2 separate regions of the Macaca mulatta genome follow, and region 1 is linked to region 2. The links are chromatin contacts, called in public Hi-C maps. All regions are on one chromosome and are shown on one strand. Each heading gives the region's core, a stretch centred on a gene start, on an enhancer-like site or on the middle of the called end of the contact. The rest is flanking DNA. Distances are from core to core; before and after follow the strand shown. Region 1 overlaps GATAD2A (GATA zinc finger domain containing 2A). Region 2 holds the start of TMEM161A (transmembrane protein 161A).

What was found. A called contact is a pair of places that touch in the nucleus more often than the background predicts.
Region 1: a contact with region 2 is called in a Hi-C map of fetal cortex germinal zone, with 2.3 times the contacts expected there. The contact joins the enhancer-like site here to the promoter of TMEM161A in region 2. A contact is called at or near these places in 2 of 14 Hi-C or Micro-C datasets (fetal cortex germinal zone and fetal cortical plate).

Annotation. Positions count from the first base shown.
Region 1 is chr19:20,085,107-20,090,055 of T2T-MMU8v2.0, reverse strand. The region is part of intron 2 of GATAD2A (GATA zinc finger domain containing 2A); the gene reads right to left. Among named protein-coding and RNA genes, the nearest start is that of TSSK6, 24 kb to the left of the region's middle. Within about 2 kb of position 2,240, at least 23 of the 40 cell types and tissues checked have an H3K27ac peak or open chromatin away from gene starts, as enhancers often do. A contact at or near this core is called in fetal cortex germinal zone, where this site is marked.
Region 2 is chr19:19,712,408-19,717,002 of T2T-MMU8v2.0, reverse strand. TMEM161A (transmembrane protein 161A) reads left to right here and starts at 1,821. Exons shown (of 11, transcript XM_077978495.1): 1 at 1,821-1,853. The coding sequence starts at 1,851.

The DNA.
Region 1 (4,949 bases), core at 991-3,490, 370 kb before region 2:
CACGTGGCAGCAGCAACTATCTGTTTTGAAACTGACTAGGACACAAGTTCTCTCAAAGACCAGAGACTCTCTACCGGCCTGATCTACTCATGGACTGGTTTCTGGCTGGCTGCCTCCAGCTCCACGTGGATGCTAACATCATTCTGCCTGTTACCCTGCTGCCCACTCCATAAGTTCCAGCTCAAAATTGCATCATGAGACAGTTCATCATGATTCCAGCCCTCACACCTTTTTCTTTCTAATGAATTTGCCATGGTCTGGGGAACTCACTTCTACCTGTGAACTTGACCTGAGGCCTGTTCCTCCCCTTCTCACTGTCGGCCCACAGCATCTCACTACCAGCTGAGAAGCACCAGGGGACAATCGGGGAAGTACTTGCAGGCTTTCCTTTTTTGTTATTTTGTCAAAATACAGTCACAAACATCTAAGAGTGTGGCTGATGAGCTGCTGTTATTCATCAGAACCAGGAAACAGCAAATATTCATTCTGTGCTAACGGCGGGCCAGGCTCCAAGATAAGTGCGCATGGCACCCACGTCATTTGACCCAGGCAGGAACACATCAGTCTGATTTTCCCCTTCCTGTGAATGATCCTGTAGGATGTATGTGTACAGCTGACACTACTGAAGGTGCAAGGCTGAACACCTGCTGTGGTGTTGCTGACCCAACGCAAGTCCCAGAGACAGCACTCGTTCCCAACCAAGCAGCTCCATTTGCTGACGGCACAAGGCAAACTGTCCCTGAAGATCTGGGTTCATTGTACTTTTTTTTTTTTTTTTTGAGATGCAGTCTCGCTCTGTTGCCCAGGCTGGAGTGCCGTGGTGCAATCTTGGCTCACTACAACCTCCACCTCCCTGGTTCAGGTGATTCTCCTGCCTCAGTCACCTGAGTAGCTGTGATTACAGGCATGCATCATCACGCCCGGCTAATTTTTTTTTTTTTTTTTTTTGTATTTTTGTAGAGACAGGGGTTCACCATGTTGGCCAGGGTGGTCTTGAACTCCTGACCTCAGGTGATCCGCCCACCTCAGCCTCATTGTACTTTGATCCAAGTGAATCAGGTCCGGTTTTTTGTCAGCAGGAAAACCAGCCAAGGACAGAACGCATCCTCTAGGTGGCACTGTGACCCAGGGAACAAACTCGGACAAAGTTAACTGGGAGCTGCAGCTCAAAGTTGTCCGGGCTCTCGCTCTGCCTGGGTCCAGTTCATAATTAGACCCCGGCAGGGTTGAGGAGCGTCGCTAGGATGAAGGACCTGGCTCTGCTCTAGCAGCCCTTGGGACCTCTGAGGTCCCCTCCAAGCCCAGGAGCTGCATCCTCAGGGAATGGTGGACACAGAGCACCAGAGGCTAAGGCTTCACCAAGGCTACCCTGGACTCACCAGATGCCGGACTCAGGAACCACTTTACTTGCTCTCCTCTTGTCCCTCCTAATTCCACCCACCAGAGCTACGTGGCGGCTGTACCTGAACGCTGGTCCTAGCCCTGATCAACTAGGTTCTCACCAGAGACCTGGGCATGGACAGAAAGGTACAATTTCGAAGTATACAATCCCCCAGGCAAGGGGTTATCAGCCCACATTCTGAAGCCCAGAACTGGGTAGCTTGTTTCTAAAGTAACCCAGGACACCTCACTCAGGTCTTAGCAAACCGCCAGCATGTCTCTCCTTGCTGCCGGCCCCATGCCGCCCAAGATCGACTTTCAAGGTGACCTCAGGGCTCTAATTCCAGGCTCCCTGGATGTGTACACACACTGAGCACCTCAGACGCAGGTGGTCCCAAGGCTCCAGCACAGAGCTGCAGCGGCTGGCCTCTACCCAGGTGGGCTCCAAAGTGAACAGGGTAGCGGGGACCCAAGGCAGCATCCCGTATAGAGTTACAGACACACTTCCTGAGCCAGCACGAGCTGAAATGAAATGACAGCCAAGCTCTAAGGGACTTAACACTTATCATCTTATTGAGGGCGTGAGGTTCTTCCAGAGGTGAGACGTCTAATAAAATTCAAATCTGCCTGAGGGAAGAGGGCAGGTGAAGGGTCCAGACCACCTAGTAGCTGAAGCTGCCTGAGTGGGCTGCTCTGACCACAGTGCTTCCTGGCCCCATCTTGGCTTGCGACTAATCAATAACTCATCCAAGAGATGATGTCACCACCCATCAATGATCACTCAGCATCCCAGCAGCCAGCAGGGAGTGAACTTCCTGTATGCTAATCAGGCCACCAAAAAGTCATGTGACAAAGGCATTTCCCTCCTTGGTCACATGACCCTTTAACTGTGCCTTCCAACGTGAAAACCATGGCAACGGCCAGTTCCAACCGGTTTGTGACACGCAGCCTTCATTTTGAGAAGGGAGGTAAGGGTTCAGGTGCTGTCAGAAAATGGAGTCGCCAGGCTCACCCCAGGGCTGTGGAGCTGCAGGCACTTCCTGTGTGGCGCCGGCCCACAGGGGACTGTTGCTGCACCACAGGCTCCAGTCACCTCTACACACACCGCACACGGGCCCCTCTTAAGTTTCTAAAATGAAAAACTTTGTTAAGCTCACTTTTTAAAGGAGAGGGGCTTTAAGAGTCTCAGGACTTTTTAAAATAGTTAATTCAGAAAAAAAGCATGTGGCTCAAAATGATCGTAGGCATTATTTCAGGGAAAAATTTAATTATGAAAACTGTCTGAAGTAAATAAAAGCAGTGGAAACCTAGCCCAGCATGCTGGGAGGGATGGCATTGTGGCCCAGGGACAGCGTCTGCCATTCACTCTACAGCGGCTGTCCCAGGCACCAAGTTTATTTGGAAGTGATGTGGTATTTCAGGACAAATCCCATAAGCCCGTCCTGCCCATCTTGAGAAGCCTTAATGTAAAACACACTGATCAAGAGATTTTATGTGACCTACAAAAATCCCTGGAAGCAGGCCAGGCTGTTATCAGCGTAAATGGTCTCACCCGCTCCCTGCCACGCACCACCCATACTCCCCCACCCGCTGGCACCAGCCCTGACCTCACAAGCACAGAAATTCTGTTACCTGCCAGGAACTTCCATAGAACTTCCTGGAGGAGAGGCCGGGATTATAAACTTAAATCGAGACACGATCCCACTTCCACAGCACAAGGTTACGGCTTTCAGCTGCCCAGCAACCAGCAGCCAGTACGTGGTTAATATTTAGTGTTCCCTCAGCCAGCGCCGGGAAGGAGCCATCCTTGGAGGCTGGGACCTTTGTGGTTCTCTGAATGGGCCTGCCTGGTATGCAGGGAAGGCACACTTCATCCCCCTCTCCCTCATTCATTCATTCATTCATTCATTCCTCACTCACATCTGCTGAGAGCTCATTTAAAAAGTAGGTGCTGCAGCAGGCAGTGGGGAGGAACCCCTGGATAAAAGGAGGCTCTATCCTTAGCGTTCAGTATACCAGGTAGGACAGACACAAAAGGGAAGGGGCAGGTGGGGGCGAGGCTGTAGGTGGGCTTGGGGCTGGCCCCGTGAATGTCTGACCACCGCTGTCACAGCCACAGCAGCAGGGCAGCTTCTCCGGAACTTGTATAAATGCAGCGTGTCCTCCTTGCCCCAGACCTGCTTGATCAAAGTCTGTATTTCAGCAAGATCCCCCAAGTCTTGCACACACTAGGGAAGCTGGGGATGACCATGACCTGTGGCCCAATGAGGCCTCAGGATAAGAAATCCTCCTCCAGGCTGGCTTGGGGAAGACAGGCAGGGCCCAGCAATGCCTTCTCCAGCCACATAACCATTTCCCGCTAGAAGCTTTCCTCCTCAACTCTTTCAGGCCTAGCAGAGTGGACTGCTGGCTGTGTATAAAGGTGGGATGAGGGCTTTGCTAGAGCCAACACCAGTCCTGCCAGCCCACTTGTCCCTTGTGCAAACACTCTTGGGCTCACCAGGCCCTACCCGACATGAACCAAGCTGTTAACATCCCCTGCCCTCCTGGGGCCTGGCCCACAGACATGGCCCGGCATGGCCGTGTTCTGTCTACAGAACATCCCTCTTCAACATGCCTCAGGAAGCCTGCCCGGCCCTGTCCCCCTGCCCCGAGGTGAAGGTCATAGCAGAACTTGGGGTTCTACTTGGGGGACTGCAGGTCTAAGCAGAAACCCCCCAGCTTCCCAAGAGGGGCTGGCTGGTGGGTTTCTGTTCCTTAGCCCCCCAACAGCCCAGTGACTGGCCCACCCACCCTCGGCCCAGCAAGCCTGTCTAAGTGCCTTTGGTTCCCTGCACCGCACCCCACCCCACCCCTGTGAAGATAAGCCCTCCCTCCCCCTGCCTTGCAGGGTGACATGTCAGCACCTGTCTGACAAGCAGGTTCCTGCACCCTGAGCTGGGGGCCATCATGACCTCCTTCAGGTGGGTGTGGCACCGGCACAGCACCCAGGGACCTATGGCCTCATTCTGTGGCACAGCCTCAGCTCCCAACGAGGGACAGGGTGCCCCCAGGGTGACCAGATGAACAAAGGGCAAGGGGGTATCCAGCCTTGGGGTGATACCACAGCCCCAGAGAAGGGGGCAAGCCCCCATGTCCTCAGAGCCAGGAATCTCCTCCTAAGTCCATGATGGCTGGGGATGGGGGAAGAGGCTGGCTGAGCCCATCGTGTGAGGGTGCTGAGTCCTGAACCCGCACACTCCCTGTGGAGTAGCTCCTTTAGCAAGCTGCGGCCTGGAGCTCACTGGCCACCCCTGCCCAGCCTTGGACTTCAAACAGCAGCAGGCAAGTCAGGCTGTGGAGAGAGCCCTCACCCAGTGAGTCAGAAGACACCTGGGTCTCACCTGGTTCTGCCTCTTGCAAGTGACACTTCCCTCTCCATGGCTCCTGCATGGCAGGGCAGAGGAATCCCTGTCCCGCAGACTCTCAGGGCTGCCTGGTGAGGTGAGACCTCAGTGCTGAGGAGGCTCGGGCACCTTAGACAGCCGGCTGGGTGCAGGGGGATCAGGCAGCCCTGCTAATCTGAAAAT
Region 2 (4,595 bases), core at 572-3,071:
GCATACAGCCCCTGCCACCTCCAGCAGCGCCACTGCCACATGCACGGTGTTACACATAGAGGATGCAAACCCTTCACCCAGTTACCCACCCTTGTGTTCTGAGGACCTCCCCAACAATGACTCTGGCCTTCCTCCCACATGGGCTGAAGAACCGCCTACTCACTGGCACCCCAACCCCACACATCCGGACCAGGACCAGGGACTGAGCAGGAGGGAAAGAGTCAAAGCAGCAGGTACCCTGGAGGAAACTGAGGCATGGCCAGAGAGAAAGAACCTTCCCAGCCTTTGGATCTCACCCTCATGGTGACAAGAAGTCAGGCCAGTCCCTGATATCAGTGCCCACAGACTAAGCACCCAGTGTGAGGTCCATTAAATTATGGGTTGCTTTCTAAGACTGGGAGCCCCCAGGGCCACTGGTGAGACTGGTTCGGCTTCTCCATCCCAGGGAGACTGCACTTTTGCCCTCCACCACGAGGTGGCGTGCGATAGTGCGCTTAAGATTCAGCACTTGCCAAAAGTTAAAAAAATAAAATGTAAACTAGGCCCGGGGGCTCACGCCTGTAAACCCAGCACTTTGGGAGGCCGAAGCGGGCGGATCACCTGAAATCGGGAGTTCGAGACCAGCCTGATGAACACGGAGAACCTCGTCTCTACTAAAAATACAAAATTAGCGAGGCATGGTGGCCCATGCCTGTAATCCCAGCTACTCGGGAGGCTGAGGCAGGAGAATCACTTGAACCAGGGAGGCGGAAGTTGCGGTGAGCCAAGATCGCACCATTATACTCCAGCCTGGGCAACAAGAGGGAAACTCCGTCTCAAGGAAAAAAATAATAATAATAATAATAAAATGTACAAATGAAAAGGTAGTTACACGGGCCCCCCACACAGGAACCCACCCCCATAAAGATACTCAGACACTTGGTCATACCCAATATATGTCTACACTCAGGCAGACACACTCATCCACAGAAAGACAAACGGCAAAACCCAGGCACGAACACCAGAAGCCCTTTCCTTCTAGCGGTGAAATAAAGAACATCAGATCCCTGAAGCTGACATTTGGTCCTTGATCCAGCCATGCCTGAAGCTGACCCTACAGCTAGTATTTTCTGTCACATGAGCCATAAACTTTCCTTTTTTTTGCTTGAACCTATTTTAGTTGATATTTTGTGGAGCACAGCCAGAGTCCTGGCTGATAGAGATGAATAAAGCACTTGCCAGGTGAAAAATATTGAGGCATTCTTTTTTGGTTTTGTTTTGTTTTTATTTTAAGATTGAGGCATTCCTGAAGGCATTGCAAGATGTAGGATATTTACAAAAGCCTGGAGGTATGACAGAGCATGGTGGGTGCAAGCTGTACTATTAGGTGCACCACAGTGCTAGCAGCAGATTTAAGTCAGGCAGAGGGGTCTGGATTCAGTCTGAGTACTTAGCCTACTTGGTACTTAGGAATACTAAGTACTTAGTCTACTAAGTAGGAGCCATTGAATGTTCTTGATGGGGGGGGGAGTTCTCTCAGAAATGTCCCTTAGGTGGGAATAAATGACTTCGCTGCAAACCTTTGAAATAAGTTTAGGTAAGAGAAGACTGAGCCTCCAGAGAGGTGGGCCACGCAGGCCTCCCAGACACAATCTTGACTTTGATCGCTCAGAACCAGCGTGTCTGAACTACAATTTCCGGCATGCAACGCGAGCGGCCTCCTCGTCCCTGGTGACTTGCCGGCTCAAAACACGCTGATTGGTTGCACGGGATGCTCGTCAGATCAGAGTCGGGCTCTAATTGGTCGAGTTCCCGTGGAAGGCCCGGAGCCCCAGGCCGGTGGGTCCGTGCACCGCGCTCCCGCAAGCGCCATGGTGAGCGAGCGTCTTGCGAAGTGGGGGGCTCTGCAGGGCCGGGGTCCAGCCGAGGGGGTCCAGGGAGACACTGAGGGAATGTGGTCTCTTCTTGGGGATTGGAGGCTCTGAGGGATTCGGGGGCACGCTGAAGGCCGTGTGTCCCTGTCTGGGGGCCCTGCTCTCGCTGCAGGACCTCCGAAGGAGTCGACGGGGGTCGTACCCAGGGAGACTAGAAGCCCTTAAGCGTTCTGGGGATTCCGCTCTCTGGAGACCTTTTAGGGGTTTGGGGTCCTGCTATGGGGTCGTGGTCCCACAGAGGGGCTGCGGACCTCAGCACATTTGGAACCTTGTTAAGGCGGTGTGGGGGCCTGTTGGGGTCCACTCTGGGGACAGGGGTCCTGCAGGAGCGTGGGGGCCGCGCCGACGGGATCCATCAGGGGTCCCTTCTATATCGGGGTGTGTGCAACGGGCAGGGGAAGCCGTGGGCAGTGGACTCAGGAGGTCTGGGTGGCCTCAGGGCGGGCAAAGTTCTCAGAGTGGGAGACAGGACAGTTGGAACCTTCACGTCTCACTCAGCTCTGGGTTCAACCCACTGAGTATGTTCTTAAAACTTAGCCCAGCCCCAGGGGATCAGGCTGGTGCGGGTAGATGGGGCACTCCCACAACCCTGACGCGACTGGCCTGGGCAGAGAGGGACGTGGAACTGGAGAACTGGAGGGTCCCTGCCTGGGACCATCCCCGATGAGGGGTGCTGGAGATGGCCCTGAAGGAAGGGCCCTGATGGCCGGGATTATTGAAAGTGGGACGTTGTCCCAGGCGCAGGTGCAGGACGCTGTAGGAGATGAGGGCGCGGGCTCCCGGGAATGAGATGGAGGGAAGTTGCATTGATTTTATCAGGGTTCTTGGGTTCAAGGATCGTAAATCCAGTAAAGGGAAAAGAAGGAGCTGATGGAAGACTCAAGAAAATCCTTGGAGATGTCTGCGGAGCCCTGACCTTGAGATAGGAGGCTGGCTGGAGGGCAGGGCTATCAGAACATCCCAGGACAGACCTCTAGAAGCCTTAGGTGAAGAGATACACCCCTCCACCACCTTTTCCCTTAGGGGGTTTTGGGAGGTGGTGGGGTCATTGATGAAGAGCCCAAAGGTCCAGGAAGACCTCTGAGACTCCAGTGGTTGGGCGCAGTGAGGGCTGAGGAGAGAGCTGAGCCATGGGGAGGTGGAGGGGGGGTCTGTAGCTATGCCTGCAGGGTGCAGAACCGAGTTGGGGGCTGACTGTGAGACTGGTAAAGGCCTGAACCACCTGGCAGGGTATGGGATGATGGGTGAGTGTTGGGGTCTCTCAGGAGAGCCTGGAGGAGCCTACTGGTTGAGCTCAGCAGAGAGGTCTGGGCTGGAGGTGTTACTGTGCTAAGGTTGTGATGGGTTGGTGGATTGGGTGGTTAAAACCCTGGCAGGTCACAGGAGAGAGGTCCGAGAGAGAGAAGAAAAACAGACTGGTGAGTGGCAGGGCAGGTGGCTCACTGGCTTGCAGGGGCTCATGGGCTGGCACTCATGGTCCTTAAGTGCCAGCCAGCCAACCAGCCAGTGTGCACTAGGGTCCGGGGGAGGGTGAGCAATGAGGATGTAGAGATGAGAAAGATGGCGCCACCAACCTCATTACTGAAAAAAGATTTCTGGTCTCAGTTTATAAGTGATAGGCACAGAGAAAATGTCCTATTAGTCTGTTATTTTATTTATTTTTATTTTTTTATGATTATTATTTTGTTTTGAGACAGAGTCCCACTCTGTTGCTCAGGCTGGAGTGCAATGGCGCAATCTCGACTCACTGCAACCTCTGCCTCCCGGGTTCAAGCAATTCTCCTGCCTCAGCCTCCCGAGTAGCTGGGATTACAGGCATGTGCCACCATGCCGCTAATTTTTGTATTTTTAGTAGAGACAAGGTTTCACCATGTTGACCAGGTTGGTCTCAAACTCCTGACCTCAAGTGATCAGCCCGCCTCAGCCTCCCAAAGTGCTGGGATTACAGGCGTGAGCCACCGTGCCTGGCCTCAGCGGTCGTTTCGAATTACCATGCTAGGCCCGGTATCCATCACATTAGGGTTTTTCTGAGTAAATTTAGCTTATTTATGCCTGATTAAAGGATTATTTTAATAATTAATTTTAGTATTAAACTTTATTTCATTTTGATTATGACACCAGAATACTAGTAGACAGCTCTCCTGAGCACATAATTTTACATAATTACGTAATTACTGGCAGCAAATGGGTATTTACTGCATTCAATCAGGAAAACCCAGCTTCACCACAGACTGATTCTTCTAAAATGTTTAAAAATAAGTATATGAAAATGTGTTCTGAATTAAGAACTGGGTGAGAAAATTCCTAATTTAAAAAAAAAAAAGTCATAGCTGGGTGTGTTAGTGCATGACTGTGGTCCTAGCTACTCAGTAGGTTGAGGTGGAAGGATCACTTGATCCCAGGAGTTTGAGACCAGCCTGGGCAACATAGCAAGACCCCATCTCTAAAAATAAAAATAGGCCTGACACAGTGGCTCATGCCTGTAATCCCAACAGTTTGGGAAGCCAAGGCGGGAGGACTGCTTGAGCCTAGGCGTTCAAGACCAGCCTGGGCGACATGGAGAAACCCTATCTCTACAAAATAGTCAAAAATCAGCTGGGTGTGTTGGCGGGTGCCTGTAATCCCAGCTACTAGGGAGGCTGATGTGGGAGAATCACTTGAACCTGGGAGGTTGAGGCTGCA